Linked DNA regions of Macaca mulatta: region 2 is linked to region 1. The links are chromatin contacts, called in public Hi-C maps. All regions are on one chromosome and are shown on one strand. The core of a region is the stretch at or near the end of the contact, and the rest is flanking DNA. Distances in the headings are between cores, read along the strand shown. Region 1 holds the start of COX7B (cytochrome c oxidase subunit 7B). Region 2 holds the start of PGK1 (phosphoglycerate kinase 1).

What was found. A called contact is a pair of places that touch in the nucleus more often than the background predicts.
Region 2: a Hi-C map of liver shows a contact between it and region 1, with 4 times the contacts expected there. The contact joins the promoter of PGK1 here to the promoter of COX7B in region 1. A contact is called at or near these places in 2 of 14 Hi-C or Micro-C datasets (fetal cortex germinal zone and liver).

The regions. Positions count from the first base shown.
Region 1 is chrX:84,107,163-84,114,803 of T2T-MMU8v2.0, reverse strand. COX7B (cytochrome c oxidase subunit 7B) reads right to left here and starts at 2,400. Exons shown (of 3, transcript NM_001258140.1): 1 at 2,262-2,400. The coding sequence starts at 2,301. LOC144338773 (a long non-coding RNA gene) reads left to right here. Exons shown (of 2, transcript XR_013413153.1): 2 at 1-1,577. It overlaps MAGT1 (magnesium transporter 1), which reads left to right and starts at 6,273. Exons shown (of 10, transcript XM_077989482.1): 1 at 6,273-6,557. The coding sequence starts at 6,360.
Region 2 is chrX:84,348,598-84,355,560 of T2T-MMU8v2.0, reverse strand. PGK1 (phosphoglycerate kinase 1) reads right to left here and starts at 5,400. Exons shown (of 11, transcript NM_001195658.1): 1 at 5,220-5,400. The coding sequence starts at 5,284. LOC144338775 (a long non-coding RNA gene) reads left to right here and starts at 5,635. Exons shown (of 2, transcript XR_013413155.1): 1 at 5,635-6,837.

The sequences.
Region 1 (7,641 bases), core at 1,151-3,650:
GGACGATGACTTGAGTCCAGGAGTTAGAGGATGCAGTGAGCTATGATCACACCACTACACTCCAGCCTGAGTAACAGAGCAATTCTCTGTCCCTAAAAATAAAAATGAGAAATGGGGTACATAAAAAAGTGTAAGACAGAGATTCTGTCCTCAAGTAACTTCCAGTCTAGAGGATTACACATGTAGATAAAAATCAGTATCGTACAAGGAAGCAGAATTAGCTAAGGAGTTAGTTTTTGAGCAGAATGATAAACTTTGCTGTTACTATTATACTAGTAGAAAGAGAACAAAAAAGTTTCCAAATGGACCCTGGAGGAACTAAAAAGGAGGGCTTCGGAAACAGCCGAGACTGGAAAAAGCTTGTTTCTAGCTGTTTTTTTTTTTTCCTTCCTGTCCAATTTAAGTAGCAGGTCCTTATTGTTTTAAAGAGCCTCAAAAGGTACTTATATATATAATGAAAAGTTAGGGAACCTGAAGCAGAAGAATTACTTAAACCTGGGAGGCTGAGATTGCAGTGAGTCGAGATTGAGCCACTGCACTCCAGCCTGGGCAACAAGAGCGAAACTTTGTCTCCAAAAAAAAAGAAATTGCAATGTTGCCCATTCACTAGCAATTAATATTTCTACGTGGTGTAATGGGTTACTTCAAGATAGTTATCTGACCATTATTGGATCTTCTAATTGTCTTACATAGCTTTCCCTTTTCATCTTTTAGTCACACTGGGATAGGCAAATTTACAAATATTTCATAATATATTCTGCTCCAGAAAAGATAAGAAGTGGGCATGTGAATTCCACACTGAAAAAAAATAAAAAACATTTCCTGAGGTACAAGGTGGCCCTATTTGCTCAAAAAGCAAAGAAATTAAGACTACCAAAAAATTCTGCAACATCTCATAACTTCAACACACTCATGTAACTCTGGTGGATTTCATTAGCCCTCTCCTCTGTGACAACTGTTTAATTACCATACATTGGTGATCTCATAAAATCCTCAACAACCCCATGAAATAGGTATTATTTACAATTTATAATTTAGGCATTATTTACAAATTACTTATTTTACAAAGAAGGAAACTGAGGTTGAAAAAGGCTAAATCATATGCCCAAAGTAAAAGAGATAATAAATGCTACTTTTGGAATATGAAAATAGTCCAGCTAATATTTTGTAGTTATTTTCAAAGTTGCTTACGTGTTTAGAAGACAATCTAGTAATATCCTCCAATGATTCTGTTAAGTGAAAATCAAAAGATGGCTAAACTAAATAGTAATTCAGGGTCACCTTCATTTTGTAACAACTGCCCACGTTACTGAAGGTCACCTTCTGCCCAAATCAAGTATGAAAATTAATTTGTTCTCCTCAGTCTACTGCATTTTCACTACATAATGCTGGTCTCAAAACTCCCTGTACCTGCCCAACCTTTTAATGAGAAAAAAAATGAACACGATTACTTTCAGGACAGCTAACATTGTTTTTTTTTTTTTTTCCCCCCCCGAGACGGAGTCCCGCTCTTGTTGCCCAGGCTGGAGTGCAGTGGCAGTCTTGGCTCACTGCAACCTCCGCCTCCCGGGTTCAAGCGATTCTCTTGCCTCAGCCTCCCAGATAGCTGGGATTGACAGGCGCCCGCCACCACGCCGGGCTAATTTTTGTATTTTTAGTAGAAATAGGGCTTCACCATGTTGGTCAGGCTGGTCTCGAACTCCTGACCTCAGGTGATCCGCCCGCCTCGGCCTCCCAAAGTTCTGGGATTACAAGCATGAGCCACCGCGCTTGGCCAGCTAACATTGTTAATCCACAAATAACTTCAAAGCTGCATCGATACCATTTAGGTTGTTTCCCTGCAATTAAAACATGTGAAGAGCTAGATTTACAGTTTCCGTCTATTGCAGTAATAGGAATTGGAGAAGATATTCTTCTATACAGGGTTAGGAGTAAACATATCCCCAAAGCTAAAATGTAGGACATCACTTAAGGAACGAGGTGTCTACCAAGAGTGTCCTTCCCTGAAATCATAGGTTACTGAAGAATTAAAAAGCAGAGCTAGACTATCACTCCGATAACACAAAGAGAGCAGGAAACCGAAACAGAAAGACTGGGTGATAAAGCCAATGCTAACGACATCATCCCAATAACTTGGGACAAGATGGGAGACAGCATTCAGGATTAGAAGGCCGAGATGTTGGTAGAGGGAAAGGATACGAGGCTGCGAGGATAAATTGATATAAGGTTGTTGTAAATGATTTGTCATAATTTTTGCTCACCTTGGAGACGATTTAGTGCGTTTTTGACCAAGGGAAACATCGTGAAGGTGAAGCTAGAACTGCGACAATGGAGCTGCTGCTTTGGTGCAAATTCGCTTCAGGTACCCTTGAACAGAGCTGAAAAACAAAATGGCTTTCAGCCGGGATTCTTAATGGCATTTGGTGCAATCTCGCGAGATCTGTAAAACCTATAGTAATTGCAAGCCTTTTTACCGCGAAGAAAAAAATGGCCTTTTGGGAAATGTAGTTTCCGGCTTTATAAAATGACGTACGGTGGGTGGTGGTTAATGAAGAATGAAAGAACTCCTCTAAGCTAGGTTTAGAGCTCTATAGAGGGCAGCAGAGACACTGATCTTCGGCGGAATCATTTAAGAAACTAGGTTCAAAATGGTGTTAAAGTTCCACAAGCTTCGGTTTGGTATCTCCACACTAGCTCTTTCTTCTTTCTGTTCCTCCAAAACTTCCTTTACTTCTGTCATATTTTTTTTTGGTCTGCTATTACTACTATACTAATTGGCTTAGCTTTTAGTTTTCAAATAACTTCAAGTTTAGAGAAAAGTTGCAAGAATAGTAAAAACTATTGTAATATGTAGATAAATATGTGATAAAACAAATTTAGAAAGCTATTGGCCGGGCGCGGTGGCTCACGCCTGTAATCCCAGCACTTTGAGAGGCCAAGGTGGGCGGATCACGAGGTCAGGAGTTCAAGACCAGCCTGGCCACGATGGTGAAACCCCCGTCTCTACTAAAAATACAAAAATTAGCCAAGCGTGGTGGCGCGCGCCTGTCGTCCCAGCTACTCAGGAGGCTGAGGCAGAATAATCGCTTGAACCCAGGAGGCGGAGGTTGCAGTGAGCCGAGATTGTGCCACTGGACTCCAGCCTGGGCGACAGAGCGAGACTCCGTCTCAAAAAAAAAAAAAGAAAAGAAAAGAAAGCTGTTAGGCCGGGCGCGGTGGCTCACGCCTGTAATCCCAGCACTTTGGGAGGCCGAGGTGGGTGGATCACGAGGTCAGGAGTCGAGACCATCCTGGCCAACATGGTGAAACCCCGTCTCTACTAAAAATACAAACAATTAGCTGGGCGTGGTGGCGTGTGCTTGTAATCCCAGCTACTCTGTAGGCTGAGGCGGCAGAATCGCTTGAACCAGGAAGTCGGAGGTTGCAGTGAGCTGAGATCGCATCACTGCACTCCAGTCTGGCAACAGAGCAAGATTCCGTCTCAAAAAAAAAAAAAAAAAAGAAAAGAAAAAGAAAGAAAGAAACAAAAGAAAAGACTACATGGCAAAACCCCTTCTCTACTAATACACAAAAACATTAGCTGGGCGTGGTGGCACACGCTAGTAATCCCAGCTACTCGGGAGGCTGAGGCATGAGACTTGCTTGAACCAGGGAGGCGGAGGTTAGGGTGAGCCAAGATCGCACCGCTGCACTCTAGCCTGAGACCTGTCTCAAAACAAAAAGCAAAATACATACAGTTCAGTGGCATTAATGGCATTCACATTGTTGTGCAACTATCACCATTATCCATCTCTCTAAGACTTTTTCATCTTGTAAAACTAAATGATTTGATAATACATTTTGACTATTGAAAATATTAACATTATTCCAAAAGTCAAAACTAAACAGACTAGTGTACTTAGAGAAGTGTCATTCCCTCCCAACTGTTGCATTTCATTTCCACCAATTCCTATGGGTAACCAATTTCATTACTTTCTGGTTTATCTTTCATGTGTTTCCTTTTGCAAAAATAGGCAAATACCTGTATGTTTTATTTCTCTATTTTATACAAATGTAGCATAAAAATCCACTATCGTTTTACGTAAGTCTTCCTCATTCCTTTTTTACAGCTGCAAAATCTGTGGTGTATATGTGCTATAGTATATTCAATCAATCTCCTATGTTGGAACATTTAGGTAGTTTCAAGAATATTTCAGTTTCAATAGTGCTGAAATGAGTAACTTTGTGCACACATATTTTCATATTGCTGGATGTATCTCTCCAAGGTAGGTTACTAGAAGTGGGATTGCTGGATTAAAGGATAAATATATGTGTAGTTATGTTAGATATCGCCAAATTATAGATGTAACATTTTGCCTTCCCGCCAGCAATGTATTAATATAAAGGGTGCCTGTCTCCCCACAGCCTTGCTAATAGCATGTAGTGTCAAGCTTTTGGATTTTTGTCAATATGATAGGTAAGATATCCCTTTTAAACTTTAAAATTTTTATTTTTAAAACATACACACAGTAAAATTCACTTTTTAGTGTACAGTTCTATGCGTTTTGACAAATGCATACAATTATGTCACCACCACCACAATTAAGGACAGAATAGTTCTAGCATCATAAAAACACCCTTGTTTGACCTCTTTGTAATCAACCCCTTTCCCTAAACCTAGCCCCTGGCAGTCACTAATCTGTTCTATGTACCAATGAGTTTGCCTTTTCCAGAATGTGATATGTCATATAAATTGAATCACACAGTTTGTCTCAGTGTACTTTTATTTTACATTTTCTTTTTTTGTGTGTGTGTATATATACAGAGTTTCACTCTTGTTGCCGAGGCTGGAGTGTGATAACACGATTTCAGCTCACTGCAACCGCCGCCTCCGGGGTTCAAGCGAGTCTTCTGCCTCAGCCTCCTATGTAGCTGGGATTACAGGCCTGCGCCACCATGGCCGGCTAATTTTTATATTTTTAGTAGAGACAGGGGTTTTGCCATGTTGGTCAGGCTGGTCTCGAACTCCCGACCTCAGGTGATCCACCCACCTCGGCCTCCCAAAATGCTGGGATTACAGGCATGAGCCACCGCACCCGGCCTGCGTTTTCTTAATATAAGTTTCCATAAATAATTTAATTTTTTTCACATCTCTACTTCGCATCTCTTCACTTAAGAACCAGCTATTTTTCTTTCCATCCCATCTCCTTGTCTCTCCAACATACTGAAATTAATTTCCTGTTTTTTTTTTCCAGTAGCGCCTAAAATAAGTCATATAATATTTTCCACACCATCAAAATGAATCCAAATTGCAGGCAGATTGATTTTATCTTGTTGGTGTTTTTCTTCTTTACAACCTTACTTTTGCACCCATCCCCCAAACAAAATAATGAATAAAAGGAAGGAATTTGCTGTCTGTACCCTGCAATTAAAGTCCTTGTTGGTGCTTTAAATAGTGAAGTCAAGGAGTTTAACTGATTTTTAAAAAAATAAAAATAAAAATGCAGCCGGCCGGCGCGGTAGCTCACGCCTGTAATCCCAGAACTTTGGGAGGCCGAGGCGGGCAGATCACCTGAGGTCAGGAGTTCGAGACCAGCCTGCCCCAACATGGCGAAACCCCGTCTCTACTAAAATACGAAAAATTAGCCGGGCGTGATGGTGGGCGCCTGTAATCCCAGCTACTCGGGAGGCTGAGGCAGGAGAATCGCTTGAACCCGGGAGGAGGAGGTTGCAGTGAGCCGAGATCGCGCCACTGCACTCCAGCCTTGGCTACAAGAGCGAAACTCCATCTCAAAAAAAGCCATAAATAAAAACTTTTAAAAATAATCTTGGACGTCCTCTTTTTTCAGCGCCCCGGCACAGTTTCTAGAACACAATAGGTATTCAACAAGCTCTTGTTCATATTTACATTTTTAAATTTCCCTCAGTGATATTAGGTATATTTTTGCTTTCCTACTTTTATTTTTTCACTTTGAAGTACTTTGGAGGCAGGATCACGGACTAGATAGCTCTTATCCCTCGCTTGGCTAGGTCCCATTTTTCTAAAATATTACATGAAGGAAGCGAATTCCAAGGACTTCTAAATGAGCCTTTGGGTGAACTATTCCGTTCTAGCGACTTCAAGCCATTTTGGACTCAGTAACGCCGCAATAGTTCACAACTGCGCATGCGTGCTTGGAAAGCGGCAGCGCGCTAGATGTATACGTATCGAGGAAGGGGCGGGTCATTATCTTTAGCGGACCAATGAAAAACCTCCAGATTATCCTTTTTCTATTGGCCTGCCGGGGCCAGTTAGAAATCAACCGTCTGTTAGCTGGCGTGTAGCGCCAGGGCACTGTGACGTAATGTGAGGGGTCGCCTGGCAGGGCTGAGCTGGACCAATGAGGAAAGGCAAGGGGTCGATTTGCCTGTTCTCACGCCCCACCCTCAGACCTAGCCGGAGCAAAGTTTCGCTTATAGAAGGGAGAGGAGCGAACATGGCAGCGCGTTGGTGGGTTTGGTGTGTCTCTCTGACCATGGCGGTGGCGCTACTCATCGTTTACGACGTTCCCTCGGCCTCTGCCCAAAGAAAGAAGGAGGTGAGGACGCGGTTTCCAGCGACATGGACTTTTCCCAATGACTGGGGCTTGAGAGGGTCTGTTTGCCTCATCCCAACCCCCTTTCCCTGCCGCTTCTATGCCTGATGGCTTCAATTCCGCGGTTTTCGGAGTTGTGGAATTCGTGAGAGAAGGAACTGTAACTCTTCGTCTTCTGGGGATGTAGAGTTTGAGAGTGGGGTAGGGTAGGTGACAGCCCGACTTCTATAGGCTTGTGAATCTGCATAGCTATGAGTTTTGACACTTTTGAGTGTGGGCCCCGTCAGGTGTTGGGGGTGGGGAGTTCGACTTAGATCCCGGGAGTAGAATATCTGAGACTCTCTACTGTTGGCAGATGTAACTCCCTGAATGATGTATAAGAGTTCTCTATTTTGTAGCATTTTCATTTCAGGAGTGTGAGAGTTAGACCGAAGAGTGAAATTATGCTAGATTTATTATTTTGTCCAAATAATTGTTTCAAGACAATTTACCAGATTGAAAGCTCCTAACCATTTTCAATCATTCCACAAATGTAAGCATGCTAAGCAATGTTCTAGGCGCTTGGTATACATAAATGAACAAAACTAAGATCTTGTGGAATTTATAGGCTTTGGGAAATGGAGGAGATACAGTATTCTCACCATTAAGCAATTCAAGTAGAGGAATTTTAACAGTGTGTTTTCAAACGTTCGTAATTTGGAGTCATATACTCTTAGAACTTTAAGACTACTAGCAATTATTTATACCCTCTAATTTTATAGATGAGAAAAATAGAGTCTTAAATTTAGAAAATGAACAAGGACTCAAACCCTACTTCAGTCATTCTAACGCTATTTCCTGTATATTCTGTGCTTCCTCTGTTACAGAAGAACTGTACACATACTTTAAAAATACCAGTTAAGCACTTCAGATACTTGTTCTACTTGAACTGAATTAAGAAAGAAAGCTATCTTCTCTATGTTTCTAAGTATTCGAACTATTACATAAGAAGAAAAACTAAGCTAGGAAATTAAACTTAATGAGTTGCTTATTAGATTGGCAAAGAGTACAATAAAAATATACAATTGTCAAAAATATCATGAAGTGA
Region 2 (6,963 bases), core at 4,151-6,650, 240 kb before region 1:
TGTATTCATACTTTTAAAAGAATTTTAAAAAAATAAAACCTAACTTAAATCACAGGAACTAGCCCTGAAGATCTGGGAAGCTAAAGCCAGTTTCATCTAAAAAGATATCTGTCTGGGTCTGGCACGATAGTATCTGGGTAGCAGCTGGAGGGGTGAGGAATAATAAGAAATGCATCTTGATCCTAATTCCCTTGATACTATTTCTGGGTCCTTGTGAAACTAACATGACTGGAGAAAAAAATTAACTGGAAAAATAAAACACACTAAGAGAAAAATCATTCTTTTTGGAGAAAGTCTGGGGCCTTAAGACTAAGGGTCCTTCAAGCAATACACACTAACATAAGACAGCCTCTTTCAAAAAGCCTGAGAAGAGAGGGTGGGACATGTGCCCCAGCCCACCTGACAAACAGGCAAATTAGAAGGGAAGTAATCAAGATGACACAAGATAATAATGCACTGCAGTCTCTCTTACCCAACAGATTACTGTGTTACCATTCTTAAGAACCAATTATTCTGAACTCCTTGGAACCTCAGCCTACTTCAATGTGAATGAAAACAATAATGCATAGTAGCTATTTTTAAGGTCTGTGCCTACCATGATCATTTTTAAGTGATTTTTTTCTCATGGGGATGACAGTATCTACCTCGTAGTTATTGAGAGACTTAAGTCAGCCAGCAATTTGTAAAGTGCTTAGAAGTGTACCTGACACACAGTAAGTGCCATAAAAGTGTTAGTTGTTGTTATATGTTTCTCCAACATGTAATTCTGTGATTTGACAAGTACATCAACCACTACTAAAAACAGCTAGCTAGCAACACTTGCAAAGGGACTACAGCGAAGTATGACCTAATCAAGAAGACCGCTGCTATCCTTGATTATAAGCCTCCATCTTTTTCATCTGCCTTTTTAAATACCCCTTCCTCTCTAAGGCTAAGGCAATTACAAACTCCTACAGACATACTGAGAAGACCACCAATTTCCTGTATCCACTAGGCCTGAACTCCAATGCACCTCACTGAAGAAACAGCCTTTCCAAAGGTAGGTTGAGGAAAAATAATTCTATATTAAAACATGTTTTAAAGTCTTCAAAATTAAAGGCAGTAAGCCTCTGATGAAAGAAATACACTCTACTTTGCTTCAGGCCACTTGATTCTCTGTCTTCTTTAAATATCCTGAACAAGGTGCCTGCCAGCCTTAAAGTACATTCCAAAGAAGAGAGAGTATCCCATTACCATGGGTCATTTTGCCCCATGCAACCTCCCAGAAGGCCTATGCTCAAAAGGACTAATGGCAAAAGGATGGGCACAAGCCACTTCTTGCAGTGCTACTCTCTACCCCTGACCCTTACAGAGAGGAATATCTTTGGGCAGAGACACCTAAGAATCTGTCTCATCTACCCTAGCTGCCATGGTGTCAGCTTACTAATGAATTAGACTTGGTTTATACTCTCTCCTCAATGCCCTCTGGATTACCTCCCCTCATCTCCTACACTCAAACAGCTCTGCTTTTACTTCTCCTCTGAGGACTCCAACACAGAAACTGCTCTTGCCTACAGATTCTACTGGTTCCATTTTACATAAAATATGCACAATTTCCTTTTTTTTTTTTTTTTTCGTTTCCTTATAACACTCCTGAGCTTTACTTCAGGCACAAAGTCAGTTATTACTACATAGCCATCAGAACGAAGAATAACTAAAATAAAAAATAATAGCACCACCAAGTGCTGGTAATGATGCAGAGAAACTCATTATTCACATACTGCTGGTAGAAATGTAAAATGCTGCAGTCACCTTGGAAAACAGTCTGAGGATACCTCAAAAGGATGTGGCCCAGCAATTCCACTCCTAGGTGTTTACCCATGAAAAATGACAGCATATGTCCATACCAAGACTTGTATACAAATGTTCACAGCAGCTTTATTTGTAATAGCCCCAAATCAGAAACAACCCTAATACCCTTCAATGATAGTTAAAGAAACTATGATACATCCATATCACGGAATACTACTCAAGAATACACAGGAATGAACTTTTGATACATGTGACAATGTGAATAAATTTTGAGGACATTATGCTAAGTGAAAAAAGTTAATCCCAAAAGGTTATACACCACGTGATTCTATCTGTATAGTATTTTTGAAGTGACAAAATTTTAGAAACAGTGGATAGATCAGTAGTTACCAGGAGTTAGGAAACGGGTTGGTTATTATTATAAAGGGGCAGCAAGAAGGAGATCTTGGTGGTGATTGAATGAATAGTTCTGTATCTTGATTGTGGTGGTGGTTACACAAATCTTTGCACGTAAAAATGGCATAGAACCATACACACTCTATACCAATGCAATTTCCTACTTTTGATATTGTACTATAATTAGGTAAGATGCATTCGTTGGGGGAAAATGGGTGAACACAAGACCTCTCTAACTTCGTAACCTCCCATGAATCTTTAATTATTTCAAAATAAAACATTAAAAAATATACTGGTTTAGCTGGAATAAGAATATCAAGTCTCTATCCCCTGAAATCTCAGGTCCCAGGTCCAGTTCCATTAAAAACTCTCAAAGGAACCATGTCCTTCACTGCCCCACATGGAAAACTGGGATATTGTGGGTGTCTTAAAGACTTTTTCTCTGCTCTCAATTTTTTCCTGTTTCTCTTCCTACTACATCAAAGCAGTTTCTTTACAAGTTACAACAGGCTGGAGAAAACCAGTGAGGTTTAAAAAAAAACAGGCAGGAGCAAGCAAAAAGGAAGTGCAAGCAAAGGATGACTGGCAACCTATGAGAGAAAGAAAGGAAATTACCACAAAAATAAGCAGAAGTGTATTCAAAGAGGGTGTAAAGTCAACTGGGGAGTCCTAAAAAACTAAGATGGAACCTGGTAATTAACAAGTCAGAGGTTTCTGGCTACCCTGTTTTCCTTCAACAAATCAATTTCCCTTGGCAATCCAAACCAGTGGACCAGAAGAGTCAGCAAATACCAGAGTTCACTTCTGCAGGACAAAGACGACAAATGAGGCAGCCACTACTCAACTCAGGAAGCCCCACTCCGGAAACACTGCCAGCAACCACCACGTTGAAACAAAAAAGAATTGAGCTGACACCACGTGGCTGCCTAGGCACCTCCAAAAAAGTAGGCCTACAATGAAACTCTCTGTTCAAAAGAAATACATTAATAATCAGGGAACGATGTAACTTCCTGTCCTCAGCCTAAATAAGAAGGTATCCAGATTACAGGAGAAAGGTCTATTTCAACGTATCCTTGGTCATTGTCTCGAATATCTAGCTGATATTGTCTCGAATATCTAGCTGATCTAGAGGATCTAGCTGATAGCCAAGGAGACCCAAATTCTACTCCCAGCTCTGCCACCACCACCTTAGTAGTTCAGTAACCCTGAACAGGTCATTTTCCATCGGCAAAACATGACTAGCCAATCATTTCAAGGCTTTGGGTTGGTGTGTGCTAAATGAAACTTTATTAGGTCCAGAAGGAGAAAAGTTAAGCAGCTCCTACAATCCCACCCCCAGCTAGCTTCTTCAAGCCAGTTTCCCTACAGAGAGAGGAAATAAAGCCCAAGACTGCAATTATAGGAAGGTTATCCGCATGATGTCCCACTCCTTGTCTTTTAGTTGGTCCATGCATCTGGAAGAATCAGCCTCGAACACAGGGGAGATGCAAGGAACTAATTAAAACCTAAAAGCTAGTTGCATGCCAATGTCCACCTGTCCTGTTTTTTACAGGGTCTATCCCCTTTTATTAGGATTATATGAGGGCCAGAAAGGGCACTCTTCTAGTACTAACATGGCTGTGATTCCTACTTTGTCCAGATTGCAAAGGCCTATGCCATTTGGGGAAATGTGGAAATCAGGTATTTTTCATGGACATAAATTATTGGGTTATTCTATCTCCACAGCAGGGCAGAGGTTACCTGCAAAGTAATACTGACCAAAGTGAAATTAGAGAGAAGGGGAGAGCTACATGTACTCTTAGAGTACCCATACACTTCCCTAACTCAAACGTGTCCTCGCATGTTTAAAGTTAAAGGGAGATCTCCTATTGACTTATGTGTCTGTTAATATCCAACACAAGCCCTCATTTGAACCAGCCCAAATTGGAAAAGGGGCTAGATTACACCAGCCACATGCCTACCCATCAATCAACCACTTCCCAAAAAGGTCAAGGTTGCAAAATGCTATCAACAGAAACCTTTATGACCCCTCAAAAACACCACTCTTGGATCCTGTTAAGGTATATGAACAGTCAAGTCCATCAGTTACATACCGACTCATCCTCCTGCACCTTGCTCCTGGCATGCACAAATATACCACACGTGACAAAAAGGATAAAGGTAAAAGCTCCACACTATACCAACAATTCTGGCAGATAAGAGAGAAGCCGTGTTGGCAAGTGACCAGAGATCAACATGAGCAGAGTAAGACACCCAAAGTGCACAAGGAACCTTCCCCCACTTTCAAAATTCTGCTTTTCTAGCCACACGTGGGGATGAGGTTGGAGGCCAGCAAGTATGAGCAGCCACACCCTGCTCTACCATTACCTAGTATGTCACAATCCTGATGCAAATCCTGTGCCCAAGAGTCCAACGATACCACGCTGCAGGGCAGCAGAAGCCTATTACATAAGCTCTGCAGGGCCTCCTCCGGTGCGCCCCGCCCTACCCTCCCACCCCAATTCTTTAGGGGCGGGGGACTGGGGGGTCTACTCCTGAACAGTTAAATCAACATCCTCTTGGAAAGATATCTTTTTGTGCAGGGACCTGTGAGATGTGGGCCGTTTCTCATTTGTCTGCGACGGTCTAGGAGTGTGGGGGAAGGGAAATTAACAAAATGACCTTTCAAGGTCCTTCCTTGAAGCCTAGAGATTTGCAGGATAAGCATTAAGTCTCATCTCGCCGATTGGGAGGTGGAGGCAACGGAACTGCATTTCACCAATAGGAAAAAGGACAAAATGGGTCCCAGCAGCAATCTCAGCCCTTCCTTAGTGGGACCCATCCCCGAAGGGGGTTTCGGCTGCTTTCTGGGCTGCAGAAAATGCGGCTAGAAACCACCAAACCCGTGAGCAGCCTCGCCCTCCAAGCCTAGGACCCGTGGGGCCCAGCCAAAAGCAAAAAGCGACGTAGAGCAGACGAGAGAACAAGTCGGCTCAGGCCAAAGAGGTTTGCGACAGAGCACAGAGGCCACGCGGGCAAACGTGCAGAATTACCTCATAACGACCCGCTTCCCTTTAACATCCAGCTTGTCCAGCGTCAGCTTATTAGAAAGCGACATTTTGGAAATACAGCTGGGAAGAGAGGTCGGTGATTCGGACAACCAGGGAGCCTACCGCAGACGTGCGCTCGAGAGACGAGAAGAATGCCGAACACCACGCGGGCAGGAACAGGGGCTGCACTGCCGCCCCACACCCCGCCTCCCGCACCGCCCCTTCCCGGCAGCTGCTCCCGGCGCGCCGTGCAGAGCAGCCGCTATTGGCCACGGCCCATCGCGGTCGGCGCGCTGCCATTGCTCCCTGGCGCTGTCCGTCTGCGAAGGTACTAGTGAGACGTGCGGCTTCCGTTTGTCACGTCCGGCACGCCGCGAACCGCAAGGAACCTTCCCGACTTAGGGGCGGAGCGGGAAGCGTCGCCAAGGGGCCCACAAGTGAGGCGGCGAAGATCCGGGTGACGCTACGAACGGACGTGAAGAATGTGCGAGACCCAAGGTCGGCGCCGCTGCGTTTCCCGGAAACGCGCCCGGAGCAGCCGCAGCCCAGCGTAAGCCCAGGACTGCCTTGGAAAAGGCGCCACCCCCAATCCCGTGGAATTCGCAGCTGCCCTGCCAGGATTAATGCAAATGCCACCTCCTTTTAGAAAATCTTGGTTTCCCAGCTCCCTTCATGGAATTCTGCTACTTAAGGCTTGCTTAATAAGAGACCTCTCATAAGTTGGAAAAGGCCCAGGTCCACTCTGGCCCCCACCTTTTTAAAAATAAAAATGCAATGTAATTTTTTTGGTTATGGCATGATGGATGCTAATGGCAAACAGATATGGCATTTTTCGTGTATTAACCAAAGCTCACAAAACGCAGAAGTGACTACTTTCATCCTCATTAGGCAAATGAAGTAGCTGATGCACAAAGAAGTTTAGTGGGCCAGCCGCCTTGGCCCAGGCCTTTAATCCCGGCACTTTGGGAGGCCAAGGCTGGCGGATTGCTCGAGCCAGGTGGATCGAGATCAGCCTGAGCAACATAGCAAAACCCCATCTCTACTAAAAATACAAAAAGTTAGCTAGACGTGGTGGCGGGCACCTGTAGTCTTGTTACCTGTGGGGGTGTCCAAATTCTTGGAGCCTTGAACTAAGAACTGGACAAAATGCACAAAGCAAGGAAAGAATTAAGCAATAAAAGCAGAGATGTATTGAAAACGAAAGTGTAACCGCCCAATGGGTTCACTTTGTCCGCTGCCTAGACAGAGCTGATTTATCAAGACAGGGAAATTGCAATGGCGAAAGAGTAATTCACGCAGAGCGGTTGTGCGGGAGACCAGAGTTTTATTATCACTCAAATCAGTCTTCTTGAGCATTCCAAAATCAGAGTTTTTAAGGATAATTTGGCGGGTATGGGTTGGGAAAGTCGGGAGTGCTAATTGGTCGGAATGAAGATGAACTAACAGGGGGTCGAAGTGAATTCTTGCAAAAGTGAGTTCTTCCTGGGTAGGATCCTGGAGCTAGTTGAGCCAGATTATCAGTCTGGGTGGTGTCCTCTGCTGCATGAGAATGCAGGGGCTGCAAAACATCTCAAGCACTGATCTTAGGTTTTGCAATGGTGATGTTATTCCCAGGAGCAATGTGGGGAGGTTCAGACTTTTGCAGCCAAAGGCTGCATGGTCCCTAAACCGTAATTTCTAATCTGGTCCCCACCAAGAAGGGGAAAGGGCTATTATCAATTTTGTCTCAGAGTTTACACTATAAATT